3 separate regions of the Sus scrofa genome follow, and all the other regions are linked to region 1. A link is a contact called in public HiChIP or PLAC-seq data. All regions are on one chromosome and are shown on one strand. The core of a region is the stretch at or near the end of the contact, and the rest is flanking DNA. Distances in the headings are between cores, read along the strand shown.

Evidence for each region. HiChIP or PLAC-seq counts read pairs in DNA pulled down with a chosen protein or histone mark.
Region 2: a contact with region 1 is called in an H3K27ac HiChIP or PLAC-seq map of alveolar macrophages. The contact joins two enhancer-like sites. A contact is called at or near these places in 1 of 47 Hi-C or Micro-C datasets (embryonic fibroblasts) and 2 of 2 datasets of contacts at active chromatin or transcription factors (alveolar macrophages and skeletal muscle).
Region 3: an H3K27ac HiChIP or PLAC-seq map of alveolar macrophages shows a contact between it and region 1. The contact joins two enhancer-like sites. A contact is called at or near these places in 1 of 47 Hi-C or Micro-C datasets (embryonic fibroblasts) and 2 of 2 datasets of contacts at active chromatin or transcription factors (alveolar macrophages and skeletal muscle).

What each region holds. Positions count from the first base shown.
Region 1 is chr13:125,598,627-125,602,592 of Sscrofa11.1, reverse strand. No RefSeq gene overlaps it. Among named protein-coding and RNA genes, the nearest start is that of LPP, 180 kb to the left of the region's middle. Within about 2 kb of position 1,827, at least 9 of the 83 cell types and tissues checked have an H3K27ac peak or open chromatin away from gene starts, as enhancers often do. A contact at or near this core is called in alveolar macrophages, where this site is marked.
Region 2 is chr13:126,385,160-126,389,125 of Sscrofa11.1, reverse strand. The region is part of intron 8 of LPP (lipoma-preferred partner); the gene reads right to left. Among named protein-coding and RNA genes, the nearest start is that of MIR28, 100 kb to the right of the region's middle. Within about 2 kb of position 1,890, at least 5 of the 83 cell types and tissues checked have an H3K27ac peak or open chromatin away from gene starts, as enhancers often do. A contact at or near this core is called in alveolar macrophages, where this site is marked.
Region 3 is chr13:126,346,251-126,350,216 of Sscrofa11.1, reverse strand. The region is part of intron 7 of LPP (lipoma-preferred partner); the gene reads right to left. Among named protein-coding and RNA genes, the nearest start is that of MIR28, 66 kb to the right of the region's middle. Within about 2 kb of position 2,171, at least 4 of the 83 cell types and tissues checked have an H3K27ac peak or open chromatin away from gene starts, as enhancers often do. A contact at or near this core is called in alveolar macrophages, where this site is marked.

The DNA of each region.
Region 1 (3,966 bases), core at 578-3,077:
AGTTCTTATGAATAATAATGCCCAGTAATCCATTTTTGGAAGTAAATAATGATCGTTCAAAGTCAAATAAAATTTTGCTGTTCTCAAAACTGTTACACTTGGAGTTCCCGTCATGGCTCAGTGGTAGTGAACCTGACTAGTATCCACAGAGGTACTAGTCCCTGTGGTTCGATCCCGAGTCTCTCTCAGTGGGTTAAGGACCTGGTGTTGCTGTGAGCTGTGGTGTAGGTCACAGATGAGGCTCAGATCTGGCATTGCTGTGACTGTGGCTGAGGCCAGAGACTTATAGCTCCTATTCAATCCCTAGCCTGGGGAATTTCCATATGCCTGGGTGTGGCTCTTGAAAAAAAGGACAAACAAACAAAAACCTTTTATACTTGTGTTATTTCCTTTGATCTCACAATAGGTGAACAAACCAGGACAGTTCCCATTTTATAAAGTAGAAATTCAGACTCACGGAAGGCAGGTGACTCACACAAGGGTCACACAGACGGGGTTGTTAACACTTGGTCCCAAGATTTTCGATTCCATTTTCATGCTGTGTTCCATTCACCCTTTGCCTGCTGATCTCATTAGATTTGAAAGCTGAGGAAGAGGAACATGACAAAGGATGGCAGAAAACTGTATTTTGGGGTTCCATCGTGTTCATAAAGAAATTTACAATTGTGACTTACTGGGGAAAGTACAAATGTAAATAGGAAGAAGAATTCCCATTTCTGAATTATTAGAGGTGCAGACACTGTGGCTGGATGTTAAAACTTGAGCCCCATGTGTTAAGAAGGCTTCCGATGCTTATTATACCAACCTAAGGCTTGAGCAAAGTTTCCGTGGTATGCTGGAGCTGGCTTGCACCTGCTAGTGAGTGCCAGTTGTGGGCAACTTTTCCTCACTTCTTGGTTTAGCGATGTCACATCGGTAGCTTGAAATCAGCCTGGTGCAAGATAATTTACCCCATGGAAATAGCAAATGCTACATTTCAGGGCTTTGTCATCCCAGAGAATCAGTTGTTAAATATTTACCAGCACACCACTGCTTACAGCTAACAGTGACTAGCACACATTAAGAATCTGGAAGTTCTCCCCTGTCATCTGCATGGGACCATCTTCAGTGTTGACTTTGCCTCTAACCACAAGTCATACCCCATTTGTGGGATTATGCCATTCCTTGCAGAGGAGACTCTTTCCATCTGAGCTTGCAAAATCAAGACCAATGGGTTTCTACTAATAGTCCCTCATGTTTGTACAGTTTGCAGAGTGTTTTCACATCCCTCATCACTTCTGAGCTTTGGGTGGCCTGTGGGGCAGATGTCTTCTCCTCTTAGTAGAGAGGAAGAGCTGGAAGTTCTGACAAAGAGAGGTGACCACGTCCAGGGTCATAGGCCTAGCAAGTGGCAGCAGGGGCTAGAACAGGGTCCTCCACCTCCTTGTTCTCTGCTTCTTCTCCTTGAACCAGGCCCCCTCCTTCACTTAGCACACTTGCAATGCCTGCAGCTCAGGCCACTGTCTGGGGCGCAGAGAACACAGATGCAGTCTGGAGTGTAACATTTGTCTTAGCCCTTGACAGAAAAGGACAGGCATGCTGGCTTGGGGGTATCTGCAAATAACAGCAAGCCCCACTTTACTGCTCTCGTGATGGGGAGGAGTCTACTTTCACTCCCTCTTATCTTGGGTCCTCTCTTTGATTCCTTTAAAAACTTTCATGGGTACTTTATATTTGGGTTTTTGCTGTAGGTCCTGCTTTCAGCAGGAATTTGGGGCCTTCTGAGTGACCAGCATTATTGTTCTGCTTCCCCTCTTGCACAACATCCAGCTTCTCTACTGCTGGGTGATGGAATTATTGATTGGTAAGCATTTCACAACACATTTTCAAAACATGCTGAAGGTCAAGAATTAATGACTCATGGGCAGTCACATTTCTTTCTGCCATGGCCCCTCTATATTATATTCGTGAGGTTAGTTAATGGAAGACATGGGAGAAACCAAGATAAAAGTTAACTCTCTCCAACCCTGGCCTGGCAGGACTATGAAGGGGCTTGAAAAGATAGTTTTTGATCTTCTATCTAGTGATTGATCTTCTGAATCGCTTGGTTTTTAACACCCAGTCTCTTGAAGAATATAAGATGAGAGTTCAAAGATTTCAGGGCTGATTCCACCACTATCTTGTGCCAGAGGATCAGAGTGTGAGGGAGGTACTCAGTTGAAGGGAAAGGCTCGGGTGATCTCTGGGGGGAAACTTTGCTGCTCTGAGAGTCCATGATCATCCAGCAGAGAACAAACAGATAACCCCTGGTCTAGTCTTGGAGATAATTACTCACCTCTCTGCTTGAGGCCGATGAGAGCTCCCCTTGAGACAGTGTGGAAGAACGCCCAGCACAGGAAGAGAGAGTTCCAGAACAGGAGGCAGAAAGTCTGGGTTCTCTCTCAACTTGGCCACCCACGATTTGGCACACAGCCAGGTTGCTAGACCTGCTAGAGCCTCAGTTTCTTCACTTGTGAAATGGAGTCAATGGCAGAGGCTTTCTTTGAGAGGGTTGTTTCAAAGATCAAGAGACATAATATGTGTCAACTTTTTTTGGTTACGAACTCTAACGCATGAAATGACCTACAGGATGGTTTTCCATGGGCTGGTTAAAAGGTTTGGGGGAAAAGAACATCAAGGTGATATTTTTTTTCTTCTTGATGTGAAAATTTTTTCTCACCTTTTCCCCCTACCAAATAATCTAATTTGCAGAATTAGAATACCTGAATGTCTTTTCAGGAACAATTATGAGACTGAAAACATCTGAACATTCTCCCATAAATGTTGATACTCTAAATACCCTGAAGCTTCTTTAATTCTAATATGATCACAGATACAAGTGTGATGCAGCTGAAGTAATGAGTGGTGTCTGTGCCTCATTACTTACCAGCAAAGCCCATCCCCATACATACACCCATATATTCCCCCCTCTCCAAGCTGGTCGGGACAGCACAGCTCCCCTGACTCGTGACTAGAGAACAAGCCAGTCAAAAAGGAAGTAAATTTACTTACATAAAGAACAGTCTGGGTGAAGAAAGACAGGCAAATGTTTCACCTGGACCGAAATGGCTTTGTGCTAGCAGTTTGTCCTCTCCTTAGGACACAGAACTGACAGCGACCTTGGCAATTATTGCTCTCCCCTCTCCATTGTACAAAAGAGCCACAAGGCTTAGAGCTGACAAGCGACATTACTGGGGTCATAAGGCCTGCTTGGGGCAGAATCGGGTTGCAAGCACCCATCAACTGATTTCTCCTGCCTCCTCTCTCCATGACATCAGATGCTGAGAGAATACAGAGAACCTAAAGGTTGAAAGAAAACACGAGATCCTGGCTGAATGTCTTCAGCTTCTGGTTTTCAAGGACAGTTTTACACTCAGCAACAATGATGCTTCAAAAGCTCTAGTGGCTAGCTTGAATGAACTTATAGAATAAACACTTATTGCAGCACATGTGGCATCAGGCACCTGCCAGATCTGGGAGTTGGTGCCAAGGCTATTTCATTGTCAAAGAAAAAAGGGGGAAAAAGGGAACCTGGCTGAACAAAGCTGGCAGACTTTTCACTAGAAAATTCAGAGGTAATTTCTGGAGAAACAGGGACACATTTCCAAAGGCTTTTAAAGTTTATTTAAGTGTGAGTAAGTGAATTTAGTAAAGAAATGAAGGCCACGGAGAACCATTTGGTGCCTAAGGCCTCTTCCAGACTGGTCCTTTCTATCTGCCTTGGTCAGAGTCTTAGAAGCCTCCAGGTGGGCAGGCTCAGAAATTGCCCAGAGCCAGGGCTGAGGTTGTCGTCTTCCATCTAGGCTCCCCTACAAAGGAGTACCATGGCACTTATGCTCCTCCCTGGAATCTCTTCTCATTACCAGAACAAAGCCAGAGAAACAGGGGCCATGTGCCTCTCAAACTGAGTCTATCCATACAAAGTGGATTCTTTGGCCTGTTTGGAGG
Region 2 (3,966 bases), core at 641-3,140, 790 kb before region 1:
TCGCCTTACACCACACTTCTCCCTCAGCCTCTGAGCTCTAAGCACACTAGCCTTCTTTCAGTTCCTCAGGTCAGCTCCACTGTCTGAGATGGCTAAACTCACTTACTCTTCCTGGCTCAGGGAAGGAGCACTTCCTCTGGAAGGCTTTCTTGACCCCTCCGTCTGGGTCAGATTCCTTTGTTTTAAGACCATCCTCTTTCCTTTTAAGACAATGGGCATTCTGTCCATCTCCCTTAACAGAGCACAAACTTCCTGAGAACAGGCTACTTGTCTGTTCTGGCTCACCACCAAATATCTGATCCCTGACGTGTGGTGGGCTCTCAATCACTAATTGTTGAATGATTAAATAAACATTTTCTTCCTCAAAAATAAGGTATATCCCCCAATTGTGGAGAGCTAGAGGTTAATTTACCTAGTTGGGGCAAATGGATTTTATTTCTTAGTTATTATTTTAAAGCAGACCAAGATAGAAAACATATAGAAGAATAAAAATAAATCATATTATGGTAAAGTGGTCTTTTAAATACTTTAAGCTAAAGAACACACAAGATTTGATTTGGAAAATTCCAGGAAAGCATACTGATGATGATGATGATGATGATGATGATGGCGGTGAAAGCATGCAGAGACTAGCTAAATGTACACCAAACCACTTCCTCTTCTTTGGGGGCACACAGTGGCTACATTTCCAAGCATTCTTTGCAAGTGTAGCCAAATGACTGAGTCCCGGTCAATGGAATATGAGCAGAAAGGAACATTACACCATATTTGCCAGCTGGCCCATAAACATCCCCACTAGGACCTCAGAAGTTCCTCAGTGCTGTGTCTTCCCTCTCCTGCCCAGTGTAGAGAATCTAGCATGGGACCCGTCAACTCTAGTGGATGACGGAGCCAGTGGACCGAATAAGGCAGAGCCCCATCCCCCAGTTGGAAAGCACCTGCCAGATAGCTGATTTTATCACAGAGAAATAAAATCTTGTGTTAAATCACTAAGGTGTGGGGGTTTATTTGTGACAGCAGTCAGTATTATTTGGCCAAACTAATATATAAGGCATGACATTAAGAAAGTTATATTTTTTGAGTTATCTTTCTCCCTAATGTTTGAGGTGAAAGCATAAGGGTAGATTTCAAATCTACTTCTAACTTGGCTTTTCTGTCCAGTTCTACTGCTCCATTTCTCAGTGGTTGTAGATTCCCAGGGATGCAAAAGAACTTAGGGCCATTATGTCCAGCTCCTAGCCAGTGCAGAAAGTAATCCTTGTCATCACAGGTCATCAACAGCCTCAGTCAAGACCTTCATAAGAGAGAAAGTGGGAGGGACCCTTGAGGTGGCTCTTTTCACCTTATATTCATTGTTACAAAATCCTTTATTTATGCTGAACCCCCAAATATCCTCTATGGCTTATTCCAATGACTTATTCTTTTAGCACTTAAAGAAATGGGTTTTAAAAACTATGTGTTCCTCCTTATCTTCTAATATAAATCCAGTAAAACATAAATTGGGAGGAGGATAGAGTGGTGGGAGACAACCACAGCCGCTTGAACTACAGGTGCAGAATATGCCAGAAAGTTTGAGAAAAGAAGTCTAAATTCACTTGTTACACTGGTGATCCTGGGGAACTAGGGAGTTATCTTCCTTAGAAATGAGCCATTAAAATAATGTCAGACTTCTATATGATATTTGATTATTAAATAATCTGAAGTAACGTACTTTCACCATCAGTACAATGGAAAAAAGAGACTTGAATCTTTTATCTTTATAATCTCTTCCTTCTAGATTTCTAAATAACAGAAGACTTCTCTGTGCCTCTGACTGCTATCTGCTAGCCCCTCTGAAGCTAACGGCCACCACAGCCAGGCTCGCTGTGATGTGGACAGTGCCCACCAGAGGGACTAGAGGCACACTCACAGTTCACAGCCCGGGTTCCTCCCCTCTTCAGAGCTTCAAGATTGCTGTGGCTTCCACTCTTTATAAAATTCTTCCCTCACTCCAAAAAGTGAGGAAGTTTTCAACTAAATGTAGCTTCATCTTTATCTTACTCTATCCACAGAGCTAAACTTGAATGTGGTGCCTCATGTATCCCAAAAGTCTTATTAGCAGAGTAGGGGACTCAGCGGAGGAACCCACTTTGATTTTACCTGATTTCTGATTTCAACGCACATTATGAGTGAGTGGGGAAGAGGAGGTACAGGTTCATCTAATCCATTCTTATTTGCTTTCTGCTATTTCTCCTCTGCCTCAGGGTCAGCAGGGTAAGTTTATTTACTCCTAGAAGAAATCTGTACATTTTTAGATGGTTTCCACTGCACTGCACTGTGTCATTGGGAGCCCTTCAGAAGAAGAGGGAACAAATAATTCTAAATTTCTGCCAGTGCAAATCTGAATTCTTAAGACTTTTAATAAGAGGTTTACTGAAACCCTAAACAGAAAGGTAGGATTTGCAGCCCTGCTTCAAAACTGGTAATGCCTGGCACAATCAGAGGTGGAGTCAGTGAGCCTGCATTAGGTGGGAGGAAAAAGGGTTATTATGGTGCCACTCCCTAAACCCATAAACATTGACTGACATGCCGAACCAATCCGACCAGAGCAGAAACTAGGAAAGATGGAAAACAAGTCTCAGAGTGAGAAAGATTCCAAGTATAGTATGATTCCAAAACTGTTTAACGATCTTGAAGGACATTAAACTGTCCATTCCTATCTTGTCCTAAAAACTCTGAACTTATGCCCAATCAGGCTGCACAGTGCTTGGGCTGAGGGGACAGAACAAGGGGATGGAGGCAGTGGGAAGGGAATCTAGCACAGGAGCAAGAGCAGGGTGTTCAGGCTCAGAAGATGTGGGGTTTGTATTGTCTAGAGCTCATTCACTCAGTGCGCACTGATAAAGCATCTTCTACATGTCAGGCACCAGGTTGTGGCAGGGGCTATAACAGAGTCTTCAATATATCGGAGGACAGAAACTTTCCCTGGCCTCAAAGAGTGGGGATGCAGACAAACCCAAAACCAGACTAAAAAGTAATGGGTGCTAGGAAGGGACAGCAAATCCCTATGAACTGTACACACCAGTAACACAAAACAGTCTTGAGAGGCCAGAGAGTCTCCACAGAGGAAGTGAAAAGACAACTGAGATCTGACAGATGGGAAAGTACTCTAGGCAGAGAAAGACTATGTGCCGAGGGCTGTGAGTGGACCAACCACAGTTAGACTGGAAAAGAGCAAGTGGCCCAATGTGATTAGAGTGGAGACAGAAGGAATGAGGCTGGAGATGCACAAAAGGTCTGTATTTGCTCAGCCACCATCAGGCACTCACTTATTCAACACAAGCTAACCTGCTGAAGGCCAGGGACAAAAGGTCCCACAGACGAGGGCACATTAAAATACATTAAGTTTTTCATTTATACACAGAATAACTAGAGACAGGGAGCACTGGGAAGAGGAACCCACTGAAGGGTTTGAATAGGGGAGCAACACGATTAGCTATGATTTTCAGAAAAATCATTCTACTGTTAAGAAGATATTCTGGAGTAGGAGGCAAATGTGAGTCTAGGTGGCAAAAGGGCCAGAGGGAGGTAGAAGTGGCCAAGCACTCCTTTGTCTCAGATGTAGGGCCTTTATTTGCAGAAAAAGGCACTTGTTGAGAAGTGACTGGGGGCCTCTGGAGCAGCTCACTCTGAGGCCTGTGCCCCAGGACTGCTGACACGTCACAAGGTGCAGGAAAGGCCAAAGATTAGTTACCTGCTTGCTGTTGGTTTGGGGCGAAGGTGGCAATTCAGACTTGCTGAATGAGATTAGTAATTTTCTTTTTACTTTAAAAGTCATACACATTTAAAGCTTCCAAAGAGTGAGTGTGTGTGTGTGTGTGTGTGTGTGTGTGTGTGTGTGCATTTTAAGGTTTTTCTTCTTGGGTCAATTAAATTGGGCAAACCAATGAAAACTACTACAGCTCGCTGGAATAAGAAAAGTTAGGA
Region 3 (3,966 bases), core at 922-3,421, 750 kb before region 1:
TGAGTCATCTATCCAATTATTTTTTAAACCCCTCAACAAACATACTTACTGAGTCTCTATTTTGCATTGAGTCCTGTGCACAGTGGTAACCTTTTTTTTCCAGTCTCTGTAAAAAATCCATGATGATGACTGCCTTGAAGCCCTGGCCACAAAGGACAATGATAGGAACAGTCATCATTAGGAGCAATGATACAATAGCACTAGAACCAGCAGGTCCTGCTTCTTTCTCCCTCCAACTATAGGAGGTAGAAGACAACGTGAAAATGAAGAGCTTATTTTATTTAGGACCAGACATGTACGCTCCGGACCCTCCTCTAAAGATTGTGGTCAGGGGAGTTCCCATCGGGGCGCAGCGGAAACAAATCCAACTAGGAATCATGAGGTTGTGAGTTCGATCCCTGGCCTCACTCGGTGGGTTAAGGATCTGGCGTTGTTGTGAGCTTCAGTGTAGTTCGCAGACATGGCTTGGATCTGGCGTTGCTGTGGCTGTGGTGTAGGCTGGCAACTGTAGGTAGCTGTGATTAGACCCCTAGCCTGGGAACCTCCATATGCCTCAGGTGCTGCCGTAAAAAGCAAAAAAAAAAAAAAAAAAAAAAGAAAAGATTGTGGTCAGTGTGAGGGAAAGAGGCAGCTGTGTCGTTGAAGCAGTTATGTAAGATTTATTTTCACCAATGGGTACTAATAGAATTCAGTGCTGAAAATTCAATCCTGATCCTGAAACAATTTGTAGACCCCAGAGCAATGATAATCAGGATTTATTCAGCACTTATTATCTGCGAAGCACTGTTTTAAGTATTTAAATATATTACCTCAAGTAATCCTTCCAACAATCTGATGACGTAGGTCCTCTCATTATCTTCATCATAGCTAAAGAAATGGCAGCCTGCAGATTAGGTAACTTGCCCAAGACCACAGAGTTAACTATTGAAGCTGCAATTAGGGGCCAGGCAGTCCAGCCTTAAAGCCCACTTAACCTGTCCTCTAACTTTAGAATTCCAAAATCCTTAAAAAACATCCGGCCTGACAGGAAACTTGCACAAACCTTACAACATCCCTAATAGGAATATTAGTATCTGTTTTGGCTAAAGCAAGATTTCGAGTTAATTTTTACACATAGACATTTTCATAATCTGGCTATTAATTTTTAATCTATTCTTCTATATTTAAAATTTGTTTCATGATGGATCTGTTAACAGGAAAAACAATGTTTACTAGTACTAGTAACTGCTACTGTGGTGATTTTTGACATATGATTAAAATGTGCTCTTTGGTAACTCTCATGGGAACTTCTGTTTCCCTCAGTCTCCACTTAAAGTTGAAAAAACTTTAAATTTGCCCAGTTGCTTTTAGTTTTATTGCTGGGAAATCTCCAAACATATTCTGGTTATTTAAGAGCAACCCTAACACTGGGTTTTCCTGAATTGTATTTCAAATCCACAGTCTTCTCCTTATAATAGTAACAAGTGCACCTTATATTTAACGTTGCCTTATAATAGTAAATGTGTTTTCCCATCTGATACTGCCAAAAGCGCAGAATGAAAATTATAACATTAGTTCTTTTAAATTTCTAATAGATGAAAACTGAGTAATCCTGCAAGTTCACATAAAACTTCGTTTCCATGTTCTCATTTGAATCTTAACAATAACTAAAAGCCACGTAAGACAATTATCCTCTTTTAGAAAATGTGTTAACCTAGGAATAACCTTGTGCATGACTTGAGAGGTAGATAATGGAGAAGTTGGAAATCAAGTTCAGTTCATTTGACCCCATGTCTAGAGATCTTTGAACTGGACCACATTTCCTGTATGCATGGTGCTGGACCCAGAGATGATGATCTTCTTGCTTGATACTATGTCCCAGGGAAGCCAATCAGTCTTCCTGGGTTTTGATTTTTCTACTTGGTGCTGAAATGCCCATAACATATTTTAGGACTTTTAAAAGTCCTAAAATGTAAGAGCATGTGAAAACTTAGAAAACATCCCGTCTAATTTCTTTTAGAGAGGAAAACACAAAGGCTCAGATAGAGGCAGTGCCTTGATTAAGATCCTACAGGAAGCTAACAGCAGAAATGACACCTCAATTAAGGCCTTTAAGCTCTCAGTACAGCACACTTTCAGCTGCACAAAAGCATTCTCCACTTTCTACTTCAAATATTAGTTTCATTCCACTAGTAGGCGCTGTTGCCTGAGCATAAAGAATTTCTCCCTCCACATAAGGTAACGTTTCATTGTAAATGGAAGTATTGTGTGGGAATCTGCAGCCCACATAGATGACTCCTACATGATTCCAGAGCAAGGATAACTCCATTATCCTTCGAACCAGCACAACCACTCTGTTTCTGTCTGAAACACCTGGTATACTTTGGATTTGTACATCTGTATGTTCTAAAAATGGAAAATATGGCAGCAGGATGTAGAGTACTAGGTTTTGCAGAAGAATCTTGGGATCGGTGAAGGCCAGGCTCTGGTTTCTGTTTGACCATAGCTGGTCTGAACTGATTTGTTTTGTAAACTGGAGTTACATTCAATATTCATTTGCAGGTTTGTTAATAATAATAAATAACATATTATTATTCTTTTAAAGAATAAAAAAACACTTGAGTGGAATAAGTAGCAGATTTGTGGTGAGAAAAATTGGATTCTAGTCCTAGTTCTACCAGTGTGTGTGTGTGTGTGTGTGTGTGTGTGTGTGTGTGTGTGTGTGTTAGAGAAAATTTGGGCAAGCAATGAGGTGACTCAAAGTGTTACTGGGGAGCAACTAGGTTACTCAAAGTGTTACATATATTTTATATAAATAAAATTATAAACAACAATAAATGTAAGGAATTCCATAAGATATATCACTGTAAAATAAATTTCTATGAATATTAATACAAATAATGTGCACAACTGAGTAGAAAATATTTATGTATCTGGAGCTTGAATCCAGAGATCACATTCTAAGGAATTCCTATGCAAAAGTCACAAGATGGAATGCGGTACTGGATGTGAGTGGATAGATTTTGAGGATCTAAGCTTCTTGGCAATGCTGGCAGTGCCATTTATCTTCTCAGTAGAGTGGGCAGATGGATGCCATGAATATTTGACACATGATGCTACATCAGGGCTCAGAAGGAGACCCAGGCATGGAGTCTTAGACCTCAGGCCATCTTCGCCCTTGCGTGTCTGTAAAATGCTCATTGCTAAACTGCAGTCAGCATGGATTCCATCTCTGGCACTTGCATAGCAACACAGCTCTCTGAGTGCTGAAGTGACATCGTGGGAACAGTTATTAATAACTGTATGTATGCACACAGTATGTGGAAATATGCAAGTTTGAAAGTGATTAGCGCATTACTTTTAAGTAATATTTCCCACCAGGACTATGCTCCTGGAAAAATTCCTCTCTCAAAAATCTTGCACAATTGTCTGCTATCACTTACCAGAATGTTTGGGATAAAAAAAAAATGGTGTCAATTTTAAGGAAACACACTTCTCAATTTTCTTTGTTAACATCTGAATAAAACATGAGAAGGTTCCTACTTTTTCCCTCTCCCCTTTCATTCAGAGAGTAAGTCTCTCCACAGTCTTGCTTTGTGTGAGAGAGGAAAGTCACCCTTCTTTGCAACCTCCAGAATAGCACGATCACTGGGTTTACAGATAGAAAAGTTTAGATTCCATTCTAATAAACTCTACTATTATCATTTCAGAAGTATAGTGGAATGTTTAATAAATAAAAAAAAAAACAGCAAGGAATTACATTTCTACTTGTAGATACTAATAGTTCTGTGAGATCATGAGAGAGCAGCACAAAAAAGGCACAGAAAGTCCTAAAGGAAGTATTTAGTTGGGATTGAAGGAACCCTTTCTGGACCATATGAGAGTTTAAGAAAAAAATGGAACATTTCCTTAATGTGCCCAGGCTGGGCATATACTCTATCTCCTGCTACAAAATGAATACACTGAATCAAGTAGCAAGTATTTTTT